4 separate regions of the Sus scrofa genome follow, and regions 1, 2 and 3 are each linked to region 4. A link is a contact called in public promoter capture Hi-C and targeted proximity ligation data. All regions are on one chromosome and are shown on one strand. The core of a region is the stretch at or near the end of the contact, and the rest is flanking DNA. Distances in the headings are between cores, read along the strand shown.

The links. Promoter capture Hi-C pulls out the DNA fragments that hold promoters and counts their contacts.
Region 1: a promoter capture Hi-C map of liver shows a contact between it and region 4, with 4 times the contacts expected there. A contact is called at or near these places in 2 of 5 promoter capture datasets (fetal liver and liver), 5 of 47 Hi-C or Micro-C datasets (blood, heart right ventricle, liver and 1 more) and 2 of 2 datasets of targeted methods (alveolar macrophages and skeletal muscle).
Region 2: a contact with region 4 is called in a targeted proximity ligation map of alveolar macrophages. A contact is called at or near these places in 2 of 5 promoter capture datasets (fetal skeletal muscle and liver), 17 of 47 Hi-C or Micro-C datasets (alveolar macrophages, embryonic fibroblasts, epiblast stem cells and 9 more) and 2 of 2 datasets of targeted methods (alveolar macrophages and skeletal muscle).
Region 3: a targeted proximity ligation map of alveolar macrophages shows a contact between it and region 4. A contact is called at or near these places in 2 of 5 promoter capture datasets (fetal liver and liver), 4 of 47 Hi-C or Micro-C datasets (blood, heart right ventricle and liver) and 1 of 2 datasets of targeted methods (alveolar macrophages).

What each region holds. Positions count from the first base shown.
Region 1 is chr5:69,509,288-69,514,985 of Sscrofa11.1, reverse strand. HDHD5 (cat eye syndrome critical region protein 5) reads left to right here and starts at 2,427. Exons shown (of 10, transcript XM_021092501.1): 1 at 2,427-2,550. The coding sequence starts at 2,428.
Region 2 is chr5:70,129,865-70,135,303 of Sscrofa11.1, reverse strand. MICAL3 (F-actin-methionine sulfoxide oxidase MICAL3) reads left to right here and starts at 2,335. Exons shown (of 40, transcript XM_021092508.1): 1 at 2,335-2,527. It overlaps PEX26 (peroxisome assembly protein 26), which reads right to left and starts at 2,280. Exons shown (of 5, transcript XM_003126596.4): 1 at 1,454-2,280; 2 at 236-376. The coding sequence starts at 1,668.
Region 3 is chr5:69,458,592-69,463,508 of Sscrofa11.1, reverse strand. It overlaps IL17RA (interleukin-17 receptor A), which reads right to left and starts at 2,229. Exons shown (of 15, transcript XM_021092984.1): 1 at 1,831-2,229. The coding sequence starts at 1,980.
Region 4 is chr5:69,776,956-69,782,012 of Sscrofa11.1, reverse strand. It overlaps BCL2L13 (bcl-2-like protein 13), which reads right to left and starts at 2,723. Exons shown (of 7, transcript XM_003126595.6): 1 at 2,533-2,723.

The sequences.
Region 1 (5,698 bases), core at 1,178-3,677, 270 kb after region 4:
CTTAAGCACCCAGCCCAGGGACTCACTTGGACACTACCCGCTTCCAAAATGCTTAGAACCGCCCTCCTCCACCGTCTCCTTCCTCCTCCTTTTTTTCCCACTCCTCTCCCTGCTGGGGTTTGAAAGATTTCTTGATCAATCCTGCCTCTTCCTTTTCTCTCCTCTCCCCCGGTCCTGCCTTCTTCTCTCCCATCACTCCCTCCCTGACTTTTATGGTTCTTTCCCCTCAGAGATCACACTGGACAGATGGACAGCGCAGGCAGAGGGGATGGGGTGGTTTGCCAGGCTGCGCTGTTCCCACTTCCCAAGTCTCCGGGCCTGGAGAGGACAGCTCGGCCCTCAAGACGGCCAAGCCTCCCATGCCCAGGCCACCTGCCTCTCTTGGCTGGCGTCCTGGTGCGGGTGGTGAGGATGGACACGGGAAGGGACAGGAGGACATGGCAACGACAAGACACACTGGTGGTCAGGGGAGCTGGGAGCATCTGAGCAGGAACGGGGCTGTGATGGGGACTCGTCAGTGTGACCAGGCGGCTCCCTGAGTTCATCTACTTATGGAAGAAATTTGTGGAACTCATAGACAGGCCCGGGGGGCAGCAATCACCCTTCCACCCTCTCCCACTGGACCCCACTGCTGCATGGGGCCCAGGGAAGCAAGACCATCCAGGAATCAAACTACCCTCAGCCCAGGATTAACACGGCCCCGTCCTCTGCCTGACTTTTCCAAGCAGGGGAGACAGGTGGGCCTGGGAACACAGAGGAGAGCACTGACCTTGTGCTGGGAGCTCTGGTGGGAACTAAGTTCTGAGCCCTCAGCGCCACCCCCCCCACCAGGCCTTTACTCTGCTCCTGCCATAGTCTGCTAGTGCCTCCAACTCTCCTTTTTTTTTTTTTTTTTTTTTTTTTTGTCTTTTCTAGGGCCGCGCCCACAGCATATGGAGGTTCCCAGGTTAGGGGTCGAACCTGAGCTGTAGCTGCCGGCCTATACCAGAGCCACAGCAACGCGGGATCCAAGCCGAGCCTGCAACCTACCCCACAGCTCACGGCAACACCGGATCCTTAACCCACTGATCGAGGCCAGGGATCAAACCTGCAACCTCATGGTTCCTAGTCGGATTCGTTAACCACTGTGCCATGACGGGAACTCCCAACTCTCCCTCTTTAATAACACTCTCCCTGGCTGTTACAAAAAGAGTAGCAAGTGTTGGTGGGGAACAGAGAACTTTTGTGTGCTGTTGGTGGGAATGTAAACTGGTATAGCCGCTGTGAAAAAAAGTATGGAGATTCCTCAGAAAAATTTAAAATAAAACTAATGTACAATTCAGTAATCCCACTTCTGGATATTTGTCCAAAGAAAATGAAAACATTAACTTAAAAAGATACATGCAACCCAATGTTCATAGCAGCACCATTTACAAGAGCCAGGATGTGGGAGCAAACTAAGCATCCATCAATAGATAAATGGGCTCTTGGCCTTAGTGCCATCTTCTGAGAAACCTCTGTGCCATGACAGCAAAGTGCAGGAAGAAGCGAATGCGAGGCTGCAGCACAAAAGAACAAAGAGGAGGCAGAGGTCCGAGTAAACTTGTACATCTGCAGAAGCCGCAGGAGCAGAAACAAGGAAAGCCCAGAGGCCAGGGACGCTGGTACAATTTGTTGGGCTGCATGCCTTCTGTCTAGAACTTGTCTCAGTGGATCCAGAACAACTTTTCACCATTCTGAGCCCCTCGGCCACTTTGAGACCCACCTTGCTCACAGCAAAATGATCCCTTTTAGTATTTTGTCCTGGACCTGTGACATTCTGGACTAGTTCTGTTCCCAGTTGTGGCTGAACGTAACACATTACAATAAATTACCTCCTCTCTTACCAAGAAAAAAAAAAGATAAATGGACGAAGAGATACACACACACACACACACACACGCACATATATATACGTTATATATGTATGTATACATATACATACATATATAATGGAATATTATTCAGCCACAAAAAAGAAGGAAATGCTGCATTTAGCATCAACGTGGATGGATGGCCCTTTAGGTTATTATGTTTAATGAAGTAAGTCAGAGAAAACAAATACTGTATGAGGTCACTTACATGCGGACTCTAAGAAACAAAATAACCAAGCTCATAGATCCAGAAAACAGGAGAAAGAGTGGTGGCTGCCAGATATGAGGGTTAGGAGTTGGTTAAAAGTGTGAGAAAGTTAAAGGGTATAAACTTCCAGTTATACGACCACGCCCACACGCGTAAGGCAGAGACCGAAGCGGGACTACAGCTCCCGAGATGCCCTGCGAGCACCCCCGCCCCCTTCCCGCCCCCAATACTGGATGGGACTACAGCTCCCAGGTGCCCCAGGCGCCACTGGCCGATGATTGGCCGCGCGGCGGGCCGGGCGTGCGCGGTGCGCGCAGGTGGCGGCCCATGGCTGCGTTCGGCGAGGTGGTGGCGCGGCGGGCGCCCGGGCTGTGGTGGCGGGCGGCTTGCGGGGCGGCGCGCGGGGCCGCGGGGCTCGGGGGCCGCCATTTGGCGAGCGGCGGCGCGCAGGTGAGGGCGGCGGGCGGGCGGGCAGGGCAGGAGGCCCTGTGGCCTCGTGGACCGTGCTCTGATGTCCGGCCTCCAGGACATCACTCCCACCGTCCCCGCAGTGTCCGCGTGTAGTGACGTCACGTCCTTTGGTCCCCGCCGCGTAGCCGCCGCCCGGGGCACCGCGTGACTCTGTCACTCGCGGGGCCGGACCTGGGCACGCGGGCCTCGGTGACCCGCCAGTCGGAACGTGCAGAAGACCGCGGCCCCGGCCCGCGGGTTCTCACAGTTCCCGACTCTCCAAGGGTGAGAGTGGGAGGGTGGAAGAAGGGGATGCGCACCTGCCCGGCGGTTTACTACCTGTGTGACTTAAGGCCGATTTCCGCCCTCCCTCGCTGTCCGTGGAGGACTCCTAGACCTGAAGGTGCTGGCGTCCCACAGACGCCTGGCATCCGCGGATCCCCCATCCACCAACAGCCATGGCTTGTGAAGTTTACGATCACCAGTTGGTTGGATCCACGTGTGAGGAGCCCACAGCTGTGGGGGCTGAATGTATATTTGTTGAAATAAATCCCCCCTATAAGTGGATCCGCCCAGTTCAAACGTGGTCAAGGGTCGAGGGTACGGCCCCCAGGGGACTCCCCAAATTAATCTTAAAACCATGCTTTTTATTTAATCTATTTTATTTTATTTTTTTTAGGGCTGCGCAAGTGGCATATGGAGGTTCCCAGGCCAGAGTTCGAATCAGCTACAGCCGCTGGCCTACACCACAGCCATAGCTATGGAGGAGCTGAGCTGCGTCTGTGACCTACACCACAGCTCAGGCAAGGCGGGATCCTTCACCCACTGAGGGAGGCCAGGGATTGAACCTGTTCGTTTCTTTTGCACCACAAAGGGATCTCCCCTCTGCCATGCTTTTTAAAAGTATAGTTTATTTACAGTGTTGTGTTGCTTTCTGGTGTACAGCAAAGTGATTCAGTTATACATATATTATATATATAAAATATATGTATACTATTTAAGAATATTTTCCTTTATAGATTATTACAAGATATTGAACATAGTTCCCTGTGCCATACAGTAGGACCTTGTTTATCTATTTTATATGTAGTAGAAAACCACACGTTTTATCACTACCACAAATATGGACTTTTTTTCCCCTTTGTCTTTTTAGGCCCGAACCTGAGACATATGGAAGTTCCTAGACTAGGAGTGGAATTGGAGCTGCTGCCAATGCCACAGCCACAACACCATATCTGAGCTGAGTCTTCCACCTACACCACAGCTTACAGCAACGCCAGATCCCCAACCCACTTAGCGGGGCCAGGGATTGAACTTGAGGCCTCATGGACACTAGTCAATTTTGTTACCACTGAGCCATAACAGAAACTCCACATATATGGACTTAACTCAGAGCTGGCTTAATACCCAGGACAAGTTACAAAAAACTTGAAGTGATAAAGAAGAAAAATGAGAATATAGATGCAGAAAAAAATAAAACGAAAAATGAAAAGAGAATGAAAATTCTTATTTCCTTTTCTCTAGGTAACTTCACTTAAACAAAAATTAATAGACTTTTTTTAGACCAGTTTTAAGTTTTCAGAAAGCCGAGCAGCAAGTGTAGAGAAGTCACACCTGTACATCCCTCCCCGCGTCCCTTCTGTGAAGCATCTCATGGAGTGTGGAGTCGCTGCATCCGATGCGCCTTTGCTTCCCAGGTCCTGGGTGCCTGGTTCTCTGTGTGCTCACCTGAGGGCCACAGGTGGTCATCCCGCACTACACAGTAATAGATGAGGGAGTGTCACAGATACTGCTCAACTGTCCTGAAACTTTCTTGTTCTAAGTGGCAGGATCTGCGGGTCTTTCTAAGCAAATCTTACGACTGTTTACGATATGGCCCCTAAGACCAGTAGTTTAATTTTGCAGCCATCAGCATAAATGAACTGTTTGGTTTGTTGACTATGTGAGTTTTCAAAAACCCAAAAGCACAACAGTGTTATGAACCCCATAGACCCATGTTCCAGATTCAGCTGTTACTAACACTTTGCTGCACTTGATTTGCTTATCTGCCCTCTTTTCTTGTGGCTCTAAGATGTTAAAGGGAATCCATTTTCTTATCATTTCAACCTTAAATTCTTCTGTATGTACGTCTAAGAAAATAAGGACATTTTGAACCACAGCGCATTTGTGGTGAAAGTGGCTTGACTTAGCTGGTGCCAACAAAAAGGAAAATGGTAAACAGATTAGCTTGGGTTTTTCTGACAGCTGAAAAACACCTTGCATGTATGTTAGTTCACAAAAAAAATGGGGTGATTTTTTTTAAGGAGTACAGTGTTCAGCTTTGTAAATCCAAGAAATGGCAGTTCCCATTGTGGTTCAGCGGTAATGAATCTGACTAGTATCCATGAGGACGTGGGTTTGATCCCTGGCCTTGCTCAGTGGGTTATGGATCTAGTGTTGCCATGAGCTGTGGTGTAGGTCGCAGACGTGGCTTGGATCCTGAGTTGCTGTGGTTGTGGCATAGGCTGGCAGCTATAGCTCAGATTCAACCCCAGTCTGGGAACTCCCATGTGCCGCAGTTGTGGCCCTAACCCCCCCCCCAAAAAAAAGATACAAATCAAAGAAATGCAGATTGAGATGAGATACCTCTTTTTTTTTTTTTTTAAATTGTGATATTAACAGGATGTTTGATCCTTAACAAACTCTTTGATACCAGTGAAAACCATCCTGGGCAAGGGGACCAGGTTGCACGTGGGTTGATAGGTGTTTTGGAAAATGGGCCAATAGGTGTTCCATCACTAAAATGTTTGTACTCTTTTGACTTATAACTCTTGCTTTTAAGAATCTATCTTTCAGTTCTCTGGTAGTGCAGTGGGTTAAGGATTGGTATTGTCATTACTGTGGTGCAGGTTCAGTCCCTGGCACTGGAATTTCCACATGCTGTGGGCGCAGCCAAAAAAAAAACAACTAGAAGAAAAATCCATCATATGGAAAAACTAGTAAGCATGAATAGGTTCTTTATAGTATAATTCGTAGAGGCAAAAGTGTGGAAAAACCTAAATATCTGAATAGGGGAAACCTAATGGAGTATACACTCAAAATATGTAGCAGAGGCGATGTGGAGGAGGTGGGGCTGTGGTACAGAAAGAAAACCAAGAGATACCAATGA
Region 2 (5,439 bases), core at 1,086-3,585, 350 kb before region 4:
GTCTCCTATTCTTTACTTTCCCCCTCCCCCACTCCTAAATTCCTCCGTCCTCATCATTTATTGTTAGGGTTTCAAGTCTAGGGGTAAGAAAAGAAACATGAAAAGAATTAGATTTGGAGGGAAATAGTAGGGAAGGGGGAAAAGGAGCTATCAGGACTGATTTGGGAAAGGACAGGAAAACCCTCTTGCTCCTGCACTGACCCAGTGGGTAAGCGGTAAGGACCTAAGGACCTACCACAACTCCAGGACTTTGGGGGGCAGCTTCTCAGGAATCTGGTAATACTGAAGAACCCAAGACAGGACTTCCCGCCACCGATCCATCTCCGCCAGGGCCTGGATTCCCACAACACAGAGAGAGCATTTCACCTCCAAGGAGCTGTCAGGGAAAAGCCAATTCAAGTTTAGAAGCGGTTTCCCTGCATTGCCATTGCCACCTCCACCTTGGGACTCTTCTTCACCAGCTCCCAAATTCAGCAGTCGTCACCTCTACCCTCCCACCGGTGTTCTAGTGGACCTCACAATTACAAGTGGTCTTCTGCCCCCAAACAAGAGAAAACTGCCCTTTTCCCAGGAGCTAAAAGTTTCTCTAAATCTAGAAGCAAATCAGCAGCTGCCCAACACACAGCTCTGTATGCAGTTGAAATGTGGATTAATGAGCAGGAGGGTTCCTTTACTTCTTAGGTGAAGAGGACAAGAAACAGCATAGATATTTGGGTGGGAAGAGAGGTGGAGCTAAGAATTTGAAAGGTTATAGCCTCAGTACAGGCACAGGAACTCCACTACTGGCCTCCTAGCACCACCTACAGAGGCACCTCCAAGCACCCAAATCAAAGCCTTCAGCATTTATTCACCAACCCCCTGAACACACAGCCAGGGCTCCCCAATTCATTACTCCCTGGGGTCAGCTTTGACTACTCTACCCACCCCCTCCCTAGTGTGGCCTAAGCCAACCTTACAATCCACAGAGAAATTATGCCTTCAACTACCAGAGAGGACGGCAGCATTAGAAAAAGCAGCGCAAGACCAAGGTTTCTAATTCTTTGATCCGACCCTTCAATAGAACTGGAACACTACTCCTGCCCTGAACCCCATCCCCACTCATCAGCCAAAGTGAGAAGGGGACAACTCAGTGGAGGGTGTACCTTCGACAAGCCTCCCACCACCTGCTTACTGGAGCAACTGAACAATACAATCCTGTCTTCCCTTCATGTCATTCTGCCCTGGAACAGGGAGAAAGAATTGGCTGTGGGTTCCCACTAAGCCCTGTGACACGACTCAACTGCTTCCTCCTCAACGGGCAGTGCCTCCCCTTTCTCCTCAGAAAATGGGCACAAGGTCAGGCACCCCTGAGGAAAGCAAGGAGTAAGACTTCCGCCAACAATCGGAGGGCAAGAGTCCTGGGGACTGGTGCCCCTCCCACCGTCACCCGAAGGGAGCCGAGCCCAGCACGTACGCGCCCGCGGGCTCCTCCGCCAGGCCCTGCCACGCGCGTTCGCAGGTGCGGAGCGCCGCGGCAAAGTCCAGGTGCACCACCAGCAAGTCGGCCGCCTCCTCCAGCAGAAGTGCGGCTGCCGATGGGGCCGGGGAGGAGCGCACCGGCTCGCTGCTCCGCAGGGGGCCCCCAAGCCCCCTCAGGGGGGCTGCAGAGGTCGCGGGGTCACTCCTCATAGGCGGGCGCCGGGCGACCGCCCTCTGGGGGCTGCAGGGTGTCCGGTGCGGCCTGGGAGAAGAGAGGGTCCTCACAGCCTGGCCCACGAACCGCCCGAGGCCGCAGCCCGTAAAGGAAAGATTGGCGCGGCTGGGCTTGTCTGCGGCTCCAGCGAGGGACAGCCTGGCACCCTCGGATATGCAGAGCACTGCGTCCCTGGAGACGCAGCCTCACGACAAGGACTGGAACCCCCGAGCCCGGGAAGGAGTCTGCCCCGACCCTCTCCAGGGGCTGAGCCGCCGCCAGCGGCGCGGGAACGTGGGCGCCGACAGCTTCGCTGCGCGCGCAGAGCGGCGCCCGGCGGCGCGGGACACTCTGGGAGTTGTAGTCTTGCTCCTGGAGCGGCCCCGCTCCGGGGCGCAGATGGGGGGCTTCGGACTACAAGCCCCGGCATACGGCGCCCCAGAAGCCGTCACAGTCGGAGGAAGCCAGCCGACCCAAGCCGCGGGCTGTGGGAGGTGAGGTGGGTACTTGTTGCGGGCCGAGGCTCTGGCCTCCGGCTTCTCTAGCTCCTGGATTCTGTAGGGACACGGCTCCGGCGGCGAGCAGGAGAGGGCGTCTGTGAACCGCCTCCTCCCGGGCCCCGCCCAGCACCCGTCAGTCCTTCCTTCTTTTGTTTTGCTGCCGGTCCCACAACTGGCAGGTGGCAAAAACACAGCCAGCCAAGGGCAGGAGCTTGGCCACCGCGCTCTGCCGGATGGGCTGTGTCCGCTTGTGTCCAGGGATCCACACTGAGCCTCCGTGTCTTATGCCAGATAGATATTCCGTGAAAAAGCCGTACAGTGTGTAATGCAGTTTACAGTAAAGGACTGAGTCAGAGTAAGTATTCAATACGTCCTGGCTTTAATAGTAATTATTAAGTAATTTTACACAGATACAGAAGTTACATTTATTATTATATTCTGTGCTTCACTCAGGCTTTGAAGAGCCTCCTAGGTTTGTGCTAAGCCCTGAGCTTCAGTTCCTCCCAGTTCCCTACCATTTGCACTCTCTCCAAAACGTTGCCCTTGTGATTAAATCGGACAGGCCAGGCACAGGGTCAGCACCTGCCTGCCTCAGCATCCCCTTCCATGGTCACCAGCCAGGGCCTTCCACCCTCTGCAAAAAGTCCTCCTGGAAAGCTGAGGCAGAAGCACAAAATCCATCAGACTCTGGGGATGAGAAGTGTGGACCCCATAATGGCATAAGGTGATAAAGCCAGGACTTCACTTTTTCCGTGGATATTTAACACCTACTAAGTGCCAGCCTTGTTCTAAACACTGAGGATCCCACATGAACGAAGGAGACAAAAATGTCCTCCTTTGTGGAGCTTCCATCATAGTGAAAGAGGGGAGCAAAATTAAAAATAAATACAGTGGTATGTCAGATGGTGATAAATGCTTAAAGAGAACTTGGATGTGACAACAGTGACTACGTTTAACTTTGTTTTCTAGCAGTAAATCCAGGGTTGAAGTAGAGCAGAGAGAAAATGTGCTTTTCATGCTCAGAACTAGCCTCCATTGGTGAAATCACTGCCCTTGGGACCAACACATACTTGATGTCCACCCTAAGTCCCCCTTTCTCTCCAGGCAATATTCTTCCCACAGAGCAAACTCCACTCTGGAAAGTGAATTAGTTCAAGGCTGAATTTATCAAAATGTTTTATCTGTTCTGCCTCAGATTTGACAGCCAATAATGAAGATCATTAGTAATAGCATAATTACTGGACTGTAAACAAACAAAAAACTGTTTCTCAGAATTGGCTTATAAGTCTCCCCTGAAAAATCAGAAAAGCAGTAGTAGCGTCAGAATACAGACCTGACCAGGCCTGGGCCAGTTGAGACTGGCAGGACCAGGCCTCTGCCTCCAGGAGCACCACTTCCAAGCTTTTGCTGCCAGAAAAAGGCCCCTTCCTTAATCCTAGAGAAGGTTCTTGCTCTGCCCAGGATTTTCCAGGAGATGGCAGCACAGCCTTAAAAGAAGCAAGCCTGCCAGTACGTGCAGTGCTGTGATCCCTAGAATGAGGTCAAGATATTTAAAGAAGTGGGAGTTTGCAAAAAAAAAAAAAAAAAAAAAAAAATATGAAAATAGGATTTTTCTATTTCTGTGTTTCGCCCAATCTCTGACTACCTGGGCCTACGCAGTGGTCTCTCTGTCACCACTACCCCTTAGCACTCTTATGCCCACCAGCTGATTCCCGAGTAACAGTGCTGACATAATGGAGCCAGACCATCTAATGAAGCCAGACCATCTCAAGCTAAGACACAGCAGTCCTAATTTATTCCACCTGAGGGACAGTGACCAAGTGTCTTAATGTCTCAGGGCTCATGACTCAAGCTATGAAACAGCCTTCCCTCCCTCTGGTATAAAATAAGTGGTGGTGGAGTTCCTGCTGCAGAGATTGGGGTTCCATCGCCAGCCCCGGGGCCGTGAGTTAAGGATCTGGCATTGCTGCAGCTGTGGTGCAGGTCACAGCTGTGGTGCAGGTTGCAGCTCTGGCTCGAATTCGATCCCTGGCTTGGGAACTTTCATATGCCTCTGGTGCAGCCACAAAAAAAAAAAGAGAGAGAGAGAAGTGGGAACAAGGCAGTTCTTTCCAATCTGAAAGCCCTGACCTGTGTCAAGATTTGTATTGTTGGAATCCTTTCATTTTGGGAAAATTAGTGGAGTAAATGAGACACGAAACCCACGCAATAGCCATTCCCTAGCCCAAGCTGTGGGACTTGCTGTTCTTTCTGTTTGCCAGGTACAGTGTGTCTTGCCTGAGCAGGGTCCTGAGGTTGTGGATTTGCTCACCTACTTTGAACATGTGGTAAGTTGGTGTTTCTGTAGCAGAAGGAGCTCTGGAATGGGAGATAGGCTATGCCGCTTGGAATCTTAGGGACCTCTGGAAGGTCGGCTTAGTCCTCTGAGTCTGTTTTCTCATCTGAAGACATGAATACCAACACCTGCCACATGGGGTATTGTGAGGCTCAAAAGAGATCATGTGACAGCCACTAGAGTGCTTTATATCACTGCAATAGTTCAGAGGAATGAGGGTGATGATATGCTGGGGTGAGTAAGGAGAAGAAAGTCTAATTCCACCTCGAAGTTCTGTAATCTTCCTCTTTGACCCAGAGTCTTGACTCTTGACTCTTCTTTGCAAAGGTCAGACGCCCACTTGTAGAGTCAGCCCAGCCTGTCTGCCCTTTCCAAGCTGGCTCTACATTTCACTTTGACAGACAACATCCAGAGCTGCCCCTCTCGACACGTCTCATCCAGCCAGAGCCCTGTGGTACAGGGAATCAGTGGTCAAGCTCTGGGTACAGTAGGATCATGCCTGGTGGGGAACTTTGGCCAGAAGCAAGCCAAAGAGATAAGTATTGGCAGGGTGGAGATGATGTTTTCCCATGACGGTCAAGGGGTGTGCCTTCCTCACTCCAGGTCTGCGTCAGTTAGATGGCATTTTTATGGCTCTTTTTTAAAGCCTGAACTTGGAGTTCAGGGCAGAACTCAATGCTTTCTGTTTCCTCCTCTCCATATAGACACAGCAGGACTCTTACTTTGCTTCTGTGTCTCAGAAGTAACCATCATCAAAATCATAGTTGTCCTCTGTCACTTTATAGTAACGATGGTGCAATCTGTGTGGTCCTGAATTTACCGTGCCCCACGTGCTATTCCAAGTGCCTTACATCGAACTCATCTTAATCACCAACAGCCCTGGGACAGGAATCCTGCTGTCACCCCATGTTGTAGATGAAGACGCTGGACAG
Region 3 (4,917 bases), core at 980-3,479, 320 kb after region 4:
TGCCTGCAGCACTGGGCTGTAGGTAGTGAAATCAGGATTGCAAACCCAAGTCCTCTGAGGTCCAGTGCGTGGCTTTCCCTCCGCCACTATGTGGTGTTGCATCCACAGAAACACCAGCAGCAGAGACATCTGGAGGGCTAAGCCTATCTCTTTTCCAAGACACTAATCACTGAACAGGGGGCCCATGGCCCTGGAGTGTCTGTGCGCCAGGTGTACGGGAAGCAGGTGGGAGGAAGGGACAGCCAGGGAGACAGACAAATCTGGCCAAGTATTCTTCTCTAGTGCCCCCTGCCGCCGCCCCCCCTCCCCCAATGAGGCTGAACCTCTGCTCCACTGAGCAGCTGAGGTCACACCCTTTCAGTCCAGCTCAGTGGAGCCCTGCCCTCCATTTCCAGCTGCATCTCTCTCTCACTTTCCTGCCACACACACCCTCCGCTTCTCATCCTGACCCCCTCTGAGGCCTTGGCTCAGCTCTTTCCATGTCATGGAGAGCTCCAGATCTCTGCCTTGAAGCCTCCACCATCCCTCAGGGCTGCGCAAATATCCTCTCTGCCCAAAGACCACTCGGCTGGAAGGAGTGTCTCTTTCCCAGATGGAACGTCGCACTCGCACTGGCTGTACAAAGAGCACTGGCCACAGGCTGGCTGGCGCTGCAGTTGCCTACTGCTGGGTGATTCACTGCCCTGGTCATCAGGGTTCAGGGAGTGTGTCTTTGCCATTTCAGTCCCTTGTATTTTGCAGACACCTGGTAAATGGTCATCAAAACCTGAACCTGGGTCCTGGACAGGAGATACTTCTACATCCACCCCCGGGGAAGGACCTGCTGAGCGTGTGTCCCTGCTCTGCCCAGGAATGGGAGTCACGAGGACATTTCCCAACATCTTCCATGTTAAGAAAAGTTTCTGCTAAATGGTCACTGGCCCTCTACCCCACCCTCTTGTGGTAAATCCTCCACAAAATTAGATGAGAAATACAGCTTTAGTGTTTCACATCCTGTGACTCAGAAACTGAGCGTTATTTCTTAGGGTCAGTGGAAGTGGGGGGGCAGGCAAAGCAAGACGAGCCAGGGGAGAGGACAGCATGGCCGGGAGAGGCTGTGTGCCCAGCACGGGGGTTCTTTTCTCTGAAGGGCCGCCTCCACCCCAAGGCCACTACCGGCGGTGGGTGTGTCGATTCCTGTGGGCACAGCAGGGCAACTGCCTGGCGGATTTAGACCCGCAGGACCCCAGACCCAGGTGGTGGGGGCTGGAAGGGCGGCATCCTACCTCCCCCCAGGGCTCGGCCAAAGGGATCAGCAAGTTGCCCGGACAACTTTTCGCGGAGGGTGCCTCCCGCAGCGCCGGGGCCGGAGCGTCGGGGCTGCGAACACGGGATCCCTAGGGGCGCGAGTTCCAGTGGAGGAGGGCTCGATGACCCCGGCCGGAAGCCGGTCCAGTCCCGCCTTGCCCTCCGCAGGCCCCTCCCCACCCTCTTCTAACCAGCCCGCCTCGTCTCCGGCCGGCCGCGCCTCCTAGTCCTTCCCCAAAGTGTGGGGCCCAGCGGAGTTGCCACCCCTCCCGCCGGGACGCCGGCTCCTGTTGTGCAACCCGCGCTGCGCGATCTTTCCCCGAAAACCCCGTCTCCCCCGGGTCCACACCGCAACTCCCGCCGCTCTTGGGAACCCTCCCCAGGCCGGCCCGCTGTTGTGCCCAAGCCTCGGACCCTGGAGACCCCGAGCAGACTTCCTGCCCACTCGGCGGCCCCGCGCCCTCGGCCCTCAGCCCTGGGCCGACCCCTCCCCACCTGGCAGCATCCTCGGCCCCCGCTCTCGGGTAACGCGCCGAGTCTCACCTGCTGGGCGCACACGGGTGCCGGGTGGTCCAAGAGCCTCGGGGCGGCGCGACCCAGACCCAGCGCGCGCAGGAACAGGAAGAGGAGCAGGAGAAGCAGCCCCAGAGGAGACCCCGGGGACAGGCGCTGCCCGTGTCGCAGAGGCCGCATGGCCCCGGCCCTTCGCGGAGGGCTGCCGCCCGAGCTGGGGGCGCAGCGAGGGCGTGCCCCGGGCTTCCCCTCGGCCGAGTCCCAAGTCGCCTGCTTCCGGCTTCCAGCCCTGCCCCCGGCGGGCGGCGCGGAGGGGAAGGCTCGGGCCGGGACAGTCCTTCCACGGGTTCCTCCCAGACTAGCGTCCCAGGTGCGCGCTCCTCCCCGGCTCCTGCTCGCTCCCCTCCCCGCACTCCTCTGGCTCCTCCCCAGCTCCTCTCCGGCTCCTCCCCGACACCCCCAGGCCCCTCCCCGTGCTCCTCCTGCCCCGCCTGCGCTGCGAACCCCAGGCCAGCGTCTTCTGCACTCCAGCTCAGCCTGCTCGCGTATTCCACCCCCGCTCTTGCCGTCAGCCGGTAAAACTCTAACCCCTTCCCCTTGAGTTTTCTTTTCCGTCAGAGGAAGTCCTTTCCCGCAGTCCCTGTCTCTCTCTATCCTGGCTCTTTTCCCCCGATTTTGCTCGGCTTCGCTGGCTTTGCCGCCTCCTGAGGCAGGGACAGCTCTGCGCTCCGACGCTGGATCCGAGCGAGGGTTGGTGCGCTAGCCCTCAAGCAGCTGCGCGGGCTCTGGGCCTCATCTGCTCTCGGCCTTCTGTGCCCCCAGCCGAGCCGGCGTGTTCGCCAGAGACACGCTCCACGTCTGCTGAGGGTCCGCCTGGCTGCTCACCTCTACTTAGTTCCCTTCCCGAGGAGCCTGGCTTTGGAGCGTGCGCACTGAGTCCACTCCTTCCCGGTCCTGCAAGACCCCCAGTCCCCCGGGCGGCCTCCTTCCAGCCTCGGACCCTGCCATTTCATCCTACACGCTGACAGTTTTGTCTCCGGAAAAGTGCGCTTTTCACCCTTTTTCTTTCTTCATCCTAAGCCCACCGTCGGCTGCATTTCCTTCCCTGTGAACTCTGACCGCCGCTGCTGGCCTCCGATGCCCGCTCTTAGCTTTCTGTTATGTGGACAGACCGACCTGTGACCGACCTAAGATTCCGTGATACTTGACCCCAAATATTTCAGCAAGCATCTCCTAAGAGGAAGGACAGTTTGCTACCTGAACATAACACCTTATTACACCTAAGAATTTAACAATAACTACCTAAGTTCAGCTCATATTCAGATTTTCCCAAATGTCCCAATGTGTGGAGTTTTTTGTTTTTTGTTTTGTTTTTGTTTTCGGCTGCCCCTCAGCATGTGGAGTTCCCAGGCCAGAGATCAGATCCGAGCCACAGTAGTGACCTAAGCCGCAGCTGCAGTTACATGAAATCCTTAACCCACCGTCCCAGGCCAGGAATGGAACTTGCATCTTGTGCTCCCAAGACGCTGCTGATCCCTTTGTGCCACAGCGGGAACTCCTGACCCAACTATTTTTATAGTTGCTTTTCATAAACCAGGGTTCACTTAAGTTTTACATACTGCAGGAGGTTATGTTAGGTCTCTTTAAATATAGGACATTTCCCTCACCATTTTTGTTTTTTGAAAGGGCGTTGAATACTTCATATTTTCTGTTTGTCTGGCGGTTTCCTCCTGATGTCTCTTTGTGTGATTTTTTTTCTATTTCCTGTACTTCCTGTAGGATGGAAATGAGGTTGAATGGCTGGGTTTGATTCAGGTTAAACAGTTTGGCAAGAGTCTGTCTATTTTGTGTGACATCACATCAGGAGGCCATGAGGTCAGATTGTTTATTATTTGTTCATTTTGGGCAGCTTTGTTGAGATAGAGTCACATACCATATGATCGAAGTGTACAGGCTGTGTTGAGAGTCACAGGTGTGTAACCACCCCCACGGTCTGTCTCACTATAATCCACCCTGAGTCCAAACACTTGGTTGCCGTGGTGACCAGCAGAGTGACGTAATTGCATGAACTTTTATTGGATTCTTTAGCCAACCCCAGCCTGAGGCCCCACACTCAGAAAGACCCTGGTTGGAGAGCTTGAGTGTGTCCATGAGATCTATGACAGGTTCCAGCGGGGTGGGGAGGGCGACAGAAGTCAGATCCCAAGGAGGCTGTTGGGAAGTGGGGGTCCCACAGCCAGACTTGATTATGATGCTGGGGCGATGGCTGGAAGCGGGCAGTGACCAGAGGCTAAAGCCGTTTCCTGCTCCCAGCCCCTGTATTTTGGGCTCTCTGCCCGATGTGTTCCTCTCCTAGGCCCTCGGACCTCAGTTCTGGTTTGCATAGCGCAGCTTTACCAGTGAGCTCAGGAAACCTGCGGCTGGGGTGAGTGGGGGCGGGAGGAAACCATATTTGCTGAGTGCAGCCCTGACACCCGGCCCTGGCAGGGCTCCACCCGGTTATCTTGTTCAGGCCTCACAACCTCCTGTGAGGTGGGGATTTTATGGACTCTTTTATAGACTCTGAGGAGATTAGATAATTTACCCAAGGCCACAGAGAGCTGCAGTTTTGTGTGCATGAGAATTAAGTATAAATAATCAGCTTTTTTTTCCTAATGATTTAGTTGATTTACGCTATTATATTAGTTGCAGGTGTACAACATAGTGATTCAATATTTTAATAGATTGCACTCCATTTGAAGTTATTACAACATAAAGGCTCCATCCCGCTTGCGGTACGTATATCCTTGTAGCTTATCTGCTTTATGCACAGTAGTCGGTGCCTCTTAACCCCCCACCCCCTCCTGCACCTCCCTTTCTTCTCCCCGCCGGTGACCACTGGCTTGTATGTCTGTGAGGCTGGTTCTTTTGTGACTGGACCAAACTTGGGTCTACTTTATTGTCCACAATAAACCAATCTACTGACACCGGATTGTGGGGAAGGAAAGTACGGTGTTTATTACAAGGCGCCCAGTGTGGGGCTGAGGTAAAGTTTATATTTTCAGGCAGGACAAGCAAAGTTAAACACAAAAATCCTCTCTCTGCGTGTGTTTGGGCCCGCTCCCTTCCTGATGGGTG
Region 4 (5,057 bases), core at 1,474-3,973:
GGGTTCATACCTGGCCTTGGTCAGTGGGTTAAGGATCCAGTATTGCCCTGAGCTGTGGTGTGGGTCACAAATGCAGCTTGGATCCCATGCAGCTGTGGCGTAGGCCAGCAGCTAGCTGCAGCTCCAATTCTACCCCTAGCCTGGGAACTTCCATATACCTTGGGTGTGGCCCTTAAAAAAAAAAAAAAAAAAAAAAAAAAAGCCGTTCAAAAACGTTTCTACTTAGCAGTTGGCACTGCAAGATAACGTACTTACAGAACATCTCACTCTCATTCTCCTCAAAAACACATACTCTGACTTTCACAATAAGTCAATTAAGCTTCCCATATATGCGTAGAAAGCTTGTATAAAAGGGAGACATATGTCATTTACTCCACTCCACTCCTAAGTATATGCAACAGAGAAATGAAAACACAATGTCTTCACAAAAAATGTGCTATAACACAAATGGTCAAAGCAGCATTACATACAACCAAAGAGTGGAAATAATTGCCCATCAAATGAAGACTTTAAAAAAAAATGTAGTGTACTTACACTATGCAATATGACATGGCCATAAAAAGGAATGAAATGTCAATACCTACTACAACAAGGAAGTAAAAGAAGACAGTCACAAAAGACCACATAGTGTATACTTCTGTTTACATGAAATATCCAGAATTGGCAGATCTGTAGAGACACAAAGTGTGGATGCCTGGGCGGGGCATCGTGGGAATAAAAATGCTGGAGATCCCCCTGTGACTCAATGGGATAAGAACTGCAGCAGCTGAGGTCACTGTGGAGAAGCAGATTTGATCCCCAGCCCAGTGCAGTGAGTTAAAAGGATCCAGCATTGCTGCAGCTGAGGGGGTATGCCACAGCTGTGGCTCAGAGTCAACCCCAGACCTAGGAACTTCATATGCCAGGGTCCAGCCATAAAAATAAAAAGAACGACTAGTAAATGTGGCTACCAGGTTTCTTTTGAGGATGATGAACATTGCTGTGATAGTTGCACACCCTGTGACTACATATGTGGATGTGTGCAAGACTGTCTCTCAGTAAAGCTGTTACAAAAAAAAAAAAAAAAAAAAAATCAGCTACTCTGAAAACAGCCCCCTCTCTTCAACTCTGTAATGTATAAACTCTAAATATTAAGAACTCTTGGAAGTTACCCTCTGGTGCAGTGGGTTAAGGATCCTGCTTTGCTGCAGCTGTAGTGTAGATCTCAACTGCCTGGAAGGTTCATTCCCTGACCTGGGAAGCCCTAACGAGGGAACTTCTGAATGCCTCAGGTGCAGCCAAAAAAAAATAAAAATCATGTTGAAAAAAAAAATGATGATAAGCAAGACGGCGGTCAAAACTTTTGTACGTCTAAGATATTTTACAAGAGAAACATTCTTAACTATTACCATTGCAAATCACTTGTTTTAAAACCTTAAGAGTATTAAGACATGTGGTAAACATCAATTGACATGTGCTAAGGAGCACCTCTTCTCTACAAAACTAATTGGACTGAATTTTAAGCGTCCTTCAATTGAATTCAACTACTGGAGTACAGTCCTTCATAAGAAATTTAATCATGTGGAAAAAAAAAAAATACTGAGAATAGTACCTGACCAACCAGAGTAGAAGGATTTTCAAAGTCCCTAACGACCTATCATTAAACAAAGAATATTTCATAAAAGTTTAAATATTTTCAATATGCGGTGTATAATTATTTATCCAATGGAATATATCTAGTATAAACAGTTCACTACCTACACAAATATTTTAATTTTCTGGGAAATTAAGAAAAGAAGGTACTAGAAGGGTGTGGCAACTCATCCAAGGTCACACAACAAGTCAGGGCAGAGATCAACATTCTGGTTTAGACCAACCCTCCCAGCGAAATGGCACTGACTGCTTCCAGAAAGACTTGTTTTGCTCCACACCACAGAGAAAAAGAAGGGGGAGACTGTTCCTTTAGTTTAAAACTTGTACATAGAAAAAGGGAGCTGGCTCGCAGTAAACGCGCACTCGTGCAGGGAGGAGAGCCGGAGCACCGCGGGCCAGAAGCCCCATCTCCCGCCGGGTTAAAGCCTCCGCTCAGAAAAGTCCGGGAGTTTTCCGTCACAGGCGGGCACGAAGGAAAGAAACGTGGGGTCTCCTTCGGATGTGGGGAGAAAAACCAACAGAAGAAACGACCTAGTGTGACCCGTTCCGCCTCCAAGAGTGGGGGGAAAGAAACAAACGAAATAATAAAAATAACAGAGACAGTGGCGTTGGATCCGCCGGGAGGGGAACTGGGAACATGGAGAAGCAACTGCCTGGCCAGCTAGCGGGGAGCCAGGCCGCGAACCCTGTGCACGCACCCTCCCGCCCGAGGCCCACCCCAACCGCTGACGAGCCAAGAAAAGTCTGCTGGGCAGCGGGTCAGCGAGACCGAGCCACCACCTCGGACGGCCTCGCACCTCAGCCCCCCACGCTCACCCTCACCCGCGACAGCCTCGGGACGCCCCGGACGGAGCTGGAAGAGGGCCGGACTCGGCTTGCCCACAATCCCCACTCCCTCACCTGGCCCAGGCCCCTGCCCCAGAAAAGGTGAAAGACGCGGCGGTGGCAGCGGCTGCTCGCGACAGAAACCCTCGGCGGTGGTGGAGGCGGCGGCTCCGACCCACAGCCCTAATCTACCGCCGCCGCCATGTTGGCGGGTGACGTCACCCAGCGTGCTTCCGTCACCGCTAGCGTCAGGGCGGGGCGCTGGGCGCGCCGCAAGGGGGCGGATCCGCACTCCAGAAAGGAAGTACTGACCACTGAGACTTGGAGGTTTCTTTGCGCAAACGTGACTCGGAAGAGCCACTCTCTCCTGACCTGACCACCGCTCTGTGGTTCCGGACGCTAGCCGGCTGTCGACAGCTGGGAAAAAGGTTGACTCTGGCGGCGGCGTGGGTAGTTGCGGCGCTGGGGAAGCTGGGCCTTGAGGGTGGGGCAACAGGGCACCGCAGAGAAGGAGCGTCTCTGCACTGATCTTTGGGTTTCCCCCTATCCCTCACTGCCCTGCGCTCGCCACACCATTCCCCACCACCTCCTCCCCGCCCCCGCAGCCAAATGAGGGGCAGTACGGTGTCTCAGCTGTGTTCTTGGGGAGCCACGGGGTCGTGCGCACGTGACACTACCTGGGAGGAGGAGCTGAAAGGCTAAAACCCTGATGGGAAGTGACTGCTAGCGGGGTCCAGGGTTTCTTTTTGGGGCGATGAAGATGTTTTCAAGGCGCTCCCCTCGTGGCTCAGTGGTTAACGAATCCGGCTAGGAACCATGATGTTGCGGGTTCGATCCCTGGCCTCGCTCAGTATGTTAAGGATCTGGCGTTGCTGTGGCTCTGGAGTAGGCCAGCGGCTACAGCTGCTATTCGACCTCTAGCCTGGCAACCTCCACATGCCGCAGAAGCGGCCCTAGAAAAGGCAAAAAGACAAAAACTAAAAAGAATAAACCAGGATTGCGTTTGGTTTTTACATTTTTTAACAGTGTCATAGGCTTAAATTTAAAAACTTAAGGAGTTCCCATTGCAGTGCAACAGAAACAAATCCCAGTAGTAACCATGAGGTTGTGGTTTTAATCCCTGGCGTAGCTCAGTGAGTTAAAGATCTGGCGTTGCCATGAGCTGTGGTGTAAGTTGCAGACGTGGCTCTGATCCTGCGTTGCTGTGGCTGTGGTGTATGCCAGCAGCTGTAGTCCTGATTCGACCCCTAGCCTGGGAATTCGTATGCCGCAGGTTCGGACCTAAAAAAAAAGCAATAAAAACATTTGGAGTTCCTTTGATGGAGCAGCAGAAACAAATCTGACTAGGAACCGTGAGGCTGCAGGTTCGATCCCTGGCTTCATGCATAGGGTTAAGGATCCGGCATTGCTGTGAGCTGTGCTATAGGTCGCAGACACAGCTCAGATCTGGCATTGCTGTAACTCCGATTTGACCCCTAGCTTGGAAACCTTCATAGGCCGAGGGTGCGGTCCTAAAATACAAAAAAAAATAAAAATAAAAATAAGTTGACTTTGGAGTTCCCAGATGGCTTAGGGAGTTGGGGATCTAGTGTTGTTGCTGCTGTGGCATGGGTTTGATCCCTGGCCCCAGAACTTACACATGGCATGGACACAACCCCCCCCAAATCTACTTTCTAAAAAAAAAAAAAAATTATATACAATGGAAATTTCTCAGCAATAAAACCAAAATGAATCACTGATAAATGTGACAATATGGATTAATCTCAAGAGAATTGTGTTGAGTGAAAGAAGTGAAACACAAAAATGAACATCTGTGTGATTCAATCTATGTGAATTTCAGGAACAGGCAAATTTAATAAAAAATAATGGTTATAGGCGTTCCTGTTGTGGCTCAGGGGAGACGAACCCGACTAATATCCATGAAGATATGGGTTCCAACTCTGGTGCTGTTTAGCAGGTTGAGGATGCAGTGTTGCAGAGAGCTCTGGTGTAGGTTGTAGACATGGTTCCCACCCTGTATTGCTGTGGCTGTGATGTGGGCCGGCAGCTGTAGCTCTGATTCAATCCCTAGGCTGGGAACTTCCATATGCCACACCTGTAGCCCTAAAAAGAAAAAAAAAAAAAGTTTATAGAAGTCAGCACTGTTAACTGAGAGTATGGGATCAATTAGAAAAGAACTTACTTTCTAGATTGAGGATATAGTGTGCTAGTTACACAGGTATCAGAAGTCATCTAATTGTAGGTCTATGCAGTTAATTGTATGTAAATTTCAAAAACCACAGTAAATCTGTGTAGTTAGATTACCAATTTGCTACGTTAGGTAAATTTCTTTCATATTGCTTTCTGTTTTAAGGTTTGCTTTGTTCCCCCTTTTTTTCATTTTTTTAATGTGTACCAAAGGGACAGAATATAGGCCAGTGGAATAGAATACAAAGTCCAGAATGGTCAACTGAGTGAGTTCCTGTTGCTCAGTGGTAACGAACCCAACTAGTATCAATGAGGACAAGGGTTCAATCACTGGCCTCAGGGGGTTAAGGATCCGGTGTTGCCATTACCATGAGCTTCGGTGTAGATCATAGATGTGGCTTGGATCTGGCGTG